Regions from separate parts of the Zea mays genome. Here region 2 is linked to region 1. Evidence: chromatin contacts called from public Hi-C data. All regions are on one chromosome and are shown on one strand. The core of a region is the stretch at or near the end of the contact, and the rest is flanking DNA. Distances in the headings are between cores, read along the strand shown. Region 1 holds the start of LOC103627358 (glycerophosphodiester phosphodiesterase GDPDL3). Region 2 holds the start of LOC100285649 (serine/threonine-protein kinase Nek4).

Evidence for each region. A called contact is a pair of places that touch in the nucleus more often than the background predicts.
Region 2: a contact with region 1 is called in a Hi-C map of leaf, with 4 times the contacts expected there. The contact joins the promoter of LOC100285649 here to the promoter of LOC103627358 in region 1. A contact is called at or near these places in 9 of 25 Hi-C or Micro-C datasets (bundle sheath, ear, endosperm and 3 more).

What each region holds. Positions count from the first base shown.
Region 1 is chr5:182,530,961-182,534,793 of Zm-B73-REFERENCE-NAM-5.0, reverse strand. It overlaps LOC103627358 (glycerophosphodiester phosphodiesterase GDPDL3), which reads right to left and starts at 2,002. Exons shown (of 9, transcript XM_008647656.3): 1 at 1,458-2,002; 2 at 366-662; 3 at 76-188. The coding sequence starts at 1,575.
Region 2 is chr5:182,677,020-182,680,852 of Zm-B73-REFERENCE-NAM-5.0, reverse strand. LOC100285649 (serine/threonine-protein kinase Nek4) reads left to right here and starts at 2,242. Exons shown (of 13, transcript NM_001158540.2): 1 at 2,242-2,536; 2 at 2,672-2,738; 3 at 3,106-3,171; 4 at 3,303-3,349; 5 at 3,483-3,528; 6 at 3,673-3,753. The coding sequence starts at 2,451.

The sequences.
Region 1 (3,833 bases), core at 753-3,252:
GAAAAGAAAACAAATGTTCAGGTGAGAGGAAAATCACCAAATGTGTAGTTCGAAGTTAGTTATTGTTATCCCTACCTGGACATTTAACCAAACTGCAGAGGCGTTAAATGAGGTGAAAACATTTTCAACAGAATTTATCAACATGGAACCATCATAAACAGGGGTACGAGATAGGACCGATTGCTTCACTGAAAATATCAAACAGGGTTAGCGAAGCATGTCATGTGCATTTGTTAAGTGGTATAAGATTCAAGGCACAGATATTTGAACATGTTTCTTTCCGTACATATAAAGAATACCATCACAGTTCACAATATCAAAATGCTGAAGGCCACAGTGAAGCACAAATTTGTAACTGCACTTACGTGTCACGTTTGGCAGCAGATCAGTGCTCGTATAGTCCACGGAGAACCATCCCACCGTAGATACACCATTAACATTGTAGGTCTTCTTCCCTTCTGGAAAAACATTGTCTATCATTGTGCAGTTATCCATGTTTATGCTCGGTAGGCAGATACCATCGCCATCCTTTGTCAACCGAACATCACACCACATGACTGTGTCAGGGGAGCTAATGGTCCCAAGAATCCGATAAGCAAAATCACTGGAATCAGGAAATAGACCGGAGAACCCGCCCTTAGCAACGATTACTGGAGCCTTGCCTGGAACAATGAGATGATTGTTACTGTTAGGGTCATGAGGATGAACAAAAGTACTGGAATAACCCTGAGCGCTACGGCAGAAACTACAAAACCAAAATTACCGGACGGACATAAAACTGGTAAACACGCATGACCATGTGAAATTATCACCGTTAGTTCAAAGCACCACCCCCATCGAACTGATCCACTCCCATCCCATTCTCAAAACAAGCAATTCCCATGTGCCAAAGCAGAGAATAGTAGACGCCAGCTGCTAATGATTTACGAGTGCATCTCACTAAGGAAGTGGTTATGCGTAGTCTTGTACTTGGGCGCACGGTGATGTAAACAGTGAACTAATATGAAAGATGTTGCTATTGCATCCCAACCAAAATGCCACTTGGCTGGAAAGGCTGCCGTGCTTTTTTTTAGCGAAATGCTAAAAGGTAAGCATCATGGCTGGCCCCAAGCTTCCAATCAGAAATTTACAGGGTGTTTGGTTTGATAAATAAGCTAGTCCATCGTCTTAGTCTCCCAAACGGTGCTAAAGACCAGCAAAACTATTTTGCTGCAGAAGCCCTAAAGAAACCATTTTGCTGCAGAAAAAACACAGAAATAAATGCGCAGCCAGTTCATGCTTATCCTGAAGATCCAGGCCAAGCTGTAGGACAGAACCAAAATTGCAATTTGCAGGCGAGAAGGCTGATCTTTAAGCGAAGAGTGGCAGCAAAATCGACCAGATCAGACCACACACACACACGCACACACATGAACTTTTCAAGAAACGAAGTGAGGGCGCAGCGAATCGAGTTTTACCGCTCAGGGTCTTCCATGTGGAGCCCTTCTGGGCGGCCGCGGAGCCGAGCGAGAGCAGCAGCAGGAGGAGCAGCTGGGCGGAACCGAGAAGGGAGCAGGCGCGGCTGCTCCTCCCCATTGCGGGCTGCCGCCACCCAAGCGACAACCGCGGCGGCGTAGACAGACGCAGCTCGAGGAGCTGGAGCTCCAAGAACGCCACCTGGGAGGAGGGGAGCAGAGGAAGATGTGGCGAGAATGAGGTGAGGAGACGAGGCAGGGAGGGAGAGCAATGCGCGTCCGGCGGCCGCGTTGGCGCTGGATTTTTAAGACCGAGAGAGAGGAGAACTGGAGACGAGGGCGATATGATGCGATGCTGCTGCTGAAGTGCTGAGCTGTGTACAGGAGGAGAAGGTGGTCAGGGCCTCAGGGGGAGGGGAAGGTGGTCAGAGAGATGCTCCGAATTGGTCTAATTTCCAAACTTTTCCAAGGAGAGAAAAAAAAGAAATAATTAGTTCCATTCGTTTTTCCTTTTCTTCGGTGAAAATGTTCACTCTCTCTATTGTTTTGATTTTATTACTTCCAGTGACGTTTTCTCGATGACTTTGTGATGTGCACGAGCCGAAAAAACGTGAGGGTGTTTGTTAGTTCTTCATATAGTAGTCCAGGCTCTTTACGAAATCTTCGATTCGCCGCTAGTCTTAACTGCATTTATGATTTTGGATTGTGTCATATAGTATCTTTCTTAGTTGTCTGTTTTAATTGGAAAACCGAAGCGAAATATCTAAGTTGTACATGTCTTAATACAATTTGTAAAGTATGAAAGCGTATATTATGAAAGCGTATACTCCGGGAGTTTATGGAGTTAGTTTTGTTGAAATATATAAGGTCAGCTTAAGCTTATGGTCGAATATGCAAGTTAATAGATGTTGAGTTTGTGATACAAATTTTGAAGAAGGCGGCCAAGTTGGCGAGAGAAGCGGAGGCCCGTCGCCAGGAGGCTTGGGCCGGAGCGCAGCGATCTTTGTAAGCCGCAAGAGATAATTATCTCAATTGTAAATCTCCTGCGATCTGTAACCACCCGAAAATAGTGAGAAGTTGTCTGCCGGCGCCCGTGGTTTTTCCCCTTCACTTTAGAGGGGTTTTCCATGTTTAAATCCGTGTCTTTTCTGATTGATCCTCTTTGTGTCGTATTAATTTGTAACAATAGAATTTTTTTTTAAAAAAAAAGAGTTCACTGAGCCCGAGACGAGTATGTCCATAAGTTCGTAGAGGCTAATGTTTTGCCAAACAAGTGATATTTTTAGTTTAAAAAACTCCAAAGATGTTTGTATGCTCTAGCGTACCACTGCCTCCACCAAATAAAAAACCCACAACGAAAGCTGTCTCTGGAAGCTAAACAATCTTTATTAATTCGATTAAAGATATTGCCTAAATCCGGATCTTCCATTAGATTATCGTAAAGATATACTACTATGTTCTACAGTTAATGTAGTGATTATTGCACATCATAAATATCAATATATTTATCATATTTAACTGAAAATATATTGTCTTGACTTGAAAGGGAAAAAAAACGAAACCTTCCACCCCTGCACGGATGGAGTAAAGGCAAACCAGTAAAAACAAACAGCTCCTCCTCCGCGTGGGAGAAATGATGCGAGGCCGGCTTGATCGAGGGGAGATTGAGGGACCCCCTTTTCCACATCTCTGTATGGTGGTTGTACGAGGGCAATAAAAGAGTGCATGTGTTTTTTTTTTGGACTGGATCGTAATCATGATAGCTCATCATAGGCTGGGCTGCGCGGTGCGCTGTGGCTGGCTGGCTGGCCGCCTGGCGGTGGTAGTGTAGCGGTAGCCGTGTCCGTGTGCGTGGTGGAGTGGAGAGGGGAGGGGCTGTGGTGCAGCACCAAGGAAAAGCATGAGATGCTAGCGGTGCTTCTCGGCGTGCTTGCACGGGAGCTGCCTGGCTGCACATAGGGCACCGTGTCTACTCGCTCGTCAACCGACGGTTTAACTAATCACGGTGCCTAGATTTTAACTAATAAATAATTTGACTGTGTTCTACCTCGGAACCCGGTCGTCCAAGTTACTGTAGTACTCCTAACTAACTACTACTACTACTAGTGGGCCCCTGCCACATGACAAATGCGCATCGTGTCCGTGTGCCCCCTGCCCTACCACTACAAGAGGGTAGGTAGGATAGGAAGGTAAGCCAGCAACTTCCCGTTCTTTCCTAGCTAGTAGCTAGCGCGACAGGCTATCGGGTTACAAATGTACTGCGTCGGCCTTTCGGGTAATTTTGCCACATGACCAGACCTTCTGTTTCTGTGAGGGCATATCAGTTCAGTGCGATCAAACAGCTTATTTCCAGACGTGTTTTGGTTACGATGGTGGATA
Region 2 (3,833 bases), core at 993-3,492, 150 kb before region 1:
CCTGGATTGAGGAAGCAGCCCGCGTGAGCACGAAACGGCGGCTAGGGTTTCTGGATTGGGGAAGCAGCCCGCGTCAACAAGAAAGGGCGGCGCCATGTTATTGACGGCGTGAGCACGAGTGAATTTAATGTTGACGCCAGAAGTAAATCTCTGCCTGTTGTCCATATCAGGAATAGTCTGTCGGCTGCGTCTCCAGAACAGAGAAGCCATCGCCAACGCCTTCATTTTGTCGAAACCCCTTATCTCTTGTTTTATAATGGCAATTATCTCAGCAAAGACACTAGGAGAGGAGGGAGTTGTTCTATGGTAGTGCCGCGTGCCGCTCGTTCGAGCAGCCATGTTTATTCGAGGCGGACAGTATTTGTCTAGGTGGACGCATACCGTTCACCATTATAACCAGCCAAACAAGAACAATCCGATGGGATGTCTCGATTGTTCTGGCGCGTGGCCAGCGGGTTAATGATGGGCAGACTGCCTGAATCGACGATCAACTACCTGTATAATCGCCATCAACTAGGAAACCAACCAGCCCCCCGCCCATTTCCAATTTGCACTTAGGTAGTAGACTAGCAATCGAGTATGATTGGGCAATCAGCAGCAGCGCCCCGGGCCGACGATACAGAGAGGTCGCCGGCGAACGTGTCCTGTCAATGTATTTAAGTATGGCTTGTTAATCTGAGAATAATAAGTGGAATTGTTGGCACCCGGCCCAACAGACACACTACTAATAACGTACTAGTAAGCAATCCTTTCCTGGCCTGAAGCTGAATGATTAGTAGATGTTGGCAAAGCAGAGCTGTCGGATAAAGACTCTTGTTGTTGCCTGATATCATAAGTCCACGTACACATACTGCATGCATATGGGTATCATTCTGGCTTGTTTTTCTACCGGTCTGGTGCACGGCGGCCGGTGCTGTGTATTCGCAGGAAGGCAGTGACCAGTGGACAGAGAGCGTGTAATGTGTTCCTAGTTCCTTTATGCACAGCGCCACACCACAACCTCACAGTCTCTCTCACACACACACCTGCACGGAGTGCCGTAGTTATGAATAGTGTACCGGATATTGACCACTGCGCAGATCCGGTGGTGCCGCCGAATGCACGGGTCTCGAGGAGGGGCGGCACATGCCCGGCGCGTGAGGACTGAGGAACGGACAGAAGTAATAAAGTGCTGTGCGCTTGTGCCCAGTGGATCACGGCGCATCCACTAATTTAATACTACTATTTTGACAGCAGTGACGATCCCAGATTTTGCATCTGGGTGATGGTGGAAGAGAGAAGGCCTCCTCGGTTCAACCCGTTTACCCGTGGGGCAAGGCAATATGGCATGGTGCTGCCTGCTGGAGTTCTAAAATAAAAAAAATAGCGTGGGGGGAAAAGTACGAGTAGGGGCAGTGGGGTGCGAAGCGGGCGAGGCGAGGCCCTGTTGACGTGTGTGCAAGTACAATACCACCGTCCATCCAGTGAGACTTGGGGGGCCGGCCACCTTTGTGGCTTCGTCACAAGGAAAAAAGCACCACCGCACTAGATTGACATATTGTACTAGCACTCTACTAGTAGTAATAATAAGCTATAAGCACACCAAAATATAAATTTTTTTAAAAAAACTCAAGAGGGCGTGGAAAAGCAAAGAAAGGGCCGGCCCATCCGCCGCCACCGCCGCAGGACAGACCCCACCGATTCCCTCCACCACTGTACTCCATCCGATCCGACGCTGCAGCGCATCAGCACGGGAGAGGGAGGGGCCAAGCATCGGCCCATTGATGACGATTAAACAATTTCTCTCAGCACTAGTACTACAATCATACGGTACGAGTTTGGTCAGCTGCATGACCAACACGCTTGCCTGCCTGCCTGCCTTTCTTTAACCACCAATCCAGACGTCTAATCGCTCGTGATCACCAAGCTAAACGCGCACATCGACGCAATTAAGGCGCCCGTGACGTTGCTGTTCGGTCGCTGCCTGCGACACGGCAACAGCGTAGCCGACGGTAGCCGCGGCCTCCCACTCCGTCCCCGCCCCAGTACAGTACAGTACCCGTTGCGGTGGTCGGTCTCCGTCCGCGTCTACGCCTGCTTCGGCCGGACAGGCTACCCGACACACACGAGGAGGAGCCGGCCGGGCTCAAGCTCAACCGCGCGCCATCATTGCTGCGCGCCCGGCCTCTCCTTCCTCCCCGGTTCCTTCCCTTGCCACACGCGTGCGTGCGTGCGCGCGCGCGGGCGCACAAATAATCACGAGGACCCCGCGAGGCCGCGCCACCATTATTCCACTTGCCTGACTCCTCTCCCTCCCTCTCTCTCTCTCTATCTCTCATTTCCTCACGCACGTCTCGCAACTGCCGCGGCACACCGCGCCGCTTCTTCTCCTCCTCCTCCTCCTCCTCCTTCCGAGCCGAGAGAAAGGCTGCTGCCAGAGGGACGAGGACGAGCGAGGATCCTTCCGAGCGATGGAGCAGTACGAGGTGGTGGAGCAGATCGGCCGGGGCGCCTACGGCTCCGCCTACCTCGTCCTCCACAAGGCCGAGCGCAAGAGGTGACGATTTCCCCCCTTTTTTCGCTGGTCGTCGCCGACTCCCTCCTGCTCTGCTTTCTCGACGCGTGCTCTGCTCCGGTTCCTGACCCCTCCCTGTCTGTTGCTTTGCTTGCCACCGCCGCGGCGCCGGCGCAGGTACGTCATGAAGAAGATCCGCCTCTCCAAGCAGAACGACAAGTTCCAGCGGACCGCTTACCAGGAGGTAACATAACCGTCACCCAGCCTAAACCCTTCTCCGATTCGTTCACCCATGACCCACCCCACTCCAGCACCGAGCAGAGTCGTTCCACATGCCTCGCCGGGCCTTGCCCATGTGGCCTACATCTGCATATGCACCCAGCATGAGGTGCGGCCGCGGCCGCGACCGCTGCAGCCGCTGCAGCAACAAGGAAATAAAATGAAAATGGTTGATCCATGGGGGGCATCCGGGCATGGACCCAAAAAAAGAAAGAAAACTCGGTGTTTACTTCGGCTCCGCATCCGATTTATTCTTCGCCGTTTTTTATGGCTTCCTGTTGCGTGAGAAGAAGCAAGTGACAACGGGTGCATGCTCTTGCTTGCCGCCGCAGATGTCCCTGATGGCAAGCCTCAGCAACCCGTACATCGTCGAGTACAAGGACGGATGGGTGGACGAGGTACAGACATCCCCCCCCTCCCCGTGCGAAATTCAATTCGCCCAATCCTAATCGGCCCCTAATAGTGCCCCCATTCCCGCACGTTGCCTCGTCGATTGCGAACTCAAATTGGATTTATTCGGTGGTTGTAGGGGACCTCCGTCTGCATCGTCACAAGCTACTGCGAAGGAGGGGACATGTAAGCTACCAACACCACCCAACTTCTGTTTTCTTTTCCTTTTTTTAAATAACTTCTCTGTGCTGGCAAAAAAGAAATCAATTCAGTTTTTATAACTGCATAATGTCATGGATCATTCGCAATGGAACCGCAGGGCCGAGAGGATCAAGAAGGCAAGGGGCATCCTATTCTCAGAAGAGGTAACAAACGTGAACATAAAAGTAAATGAAATCGTACTAGAGTGCAGTAGTGATTACTGATTAGTTACAGCTGCACACAAAAGCAGTAGAAACTGGTTCGATGCTAAACTCCTTACATCTGCCTTGGCATTTCTTTGATGCCAGAGGGTGTGTCGGTGGTTCACGCAATTGCTCCTCGCCCTCGACTACCTGCACTGCAACCGTGTGCTCCACCGTGATCTCAAGGTACAAACAAATTCGCCTGCTCCCACTAGTTCATGGGGCTGTTTCGTCAGGTACCAGTGCCCCCTTAACATTAATTCCTC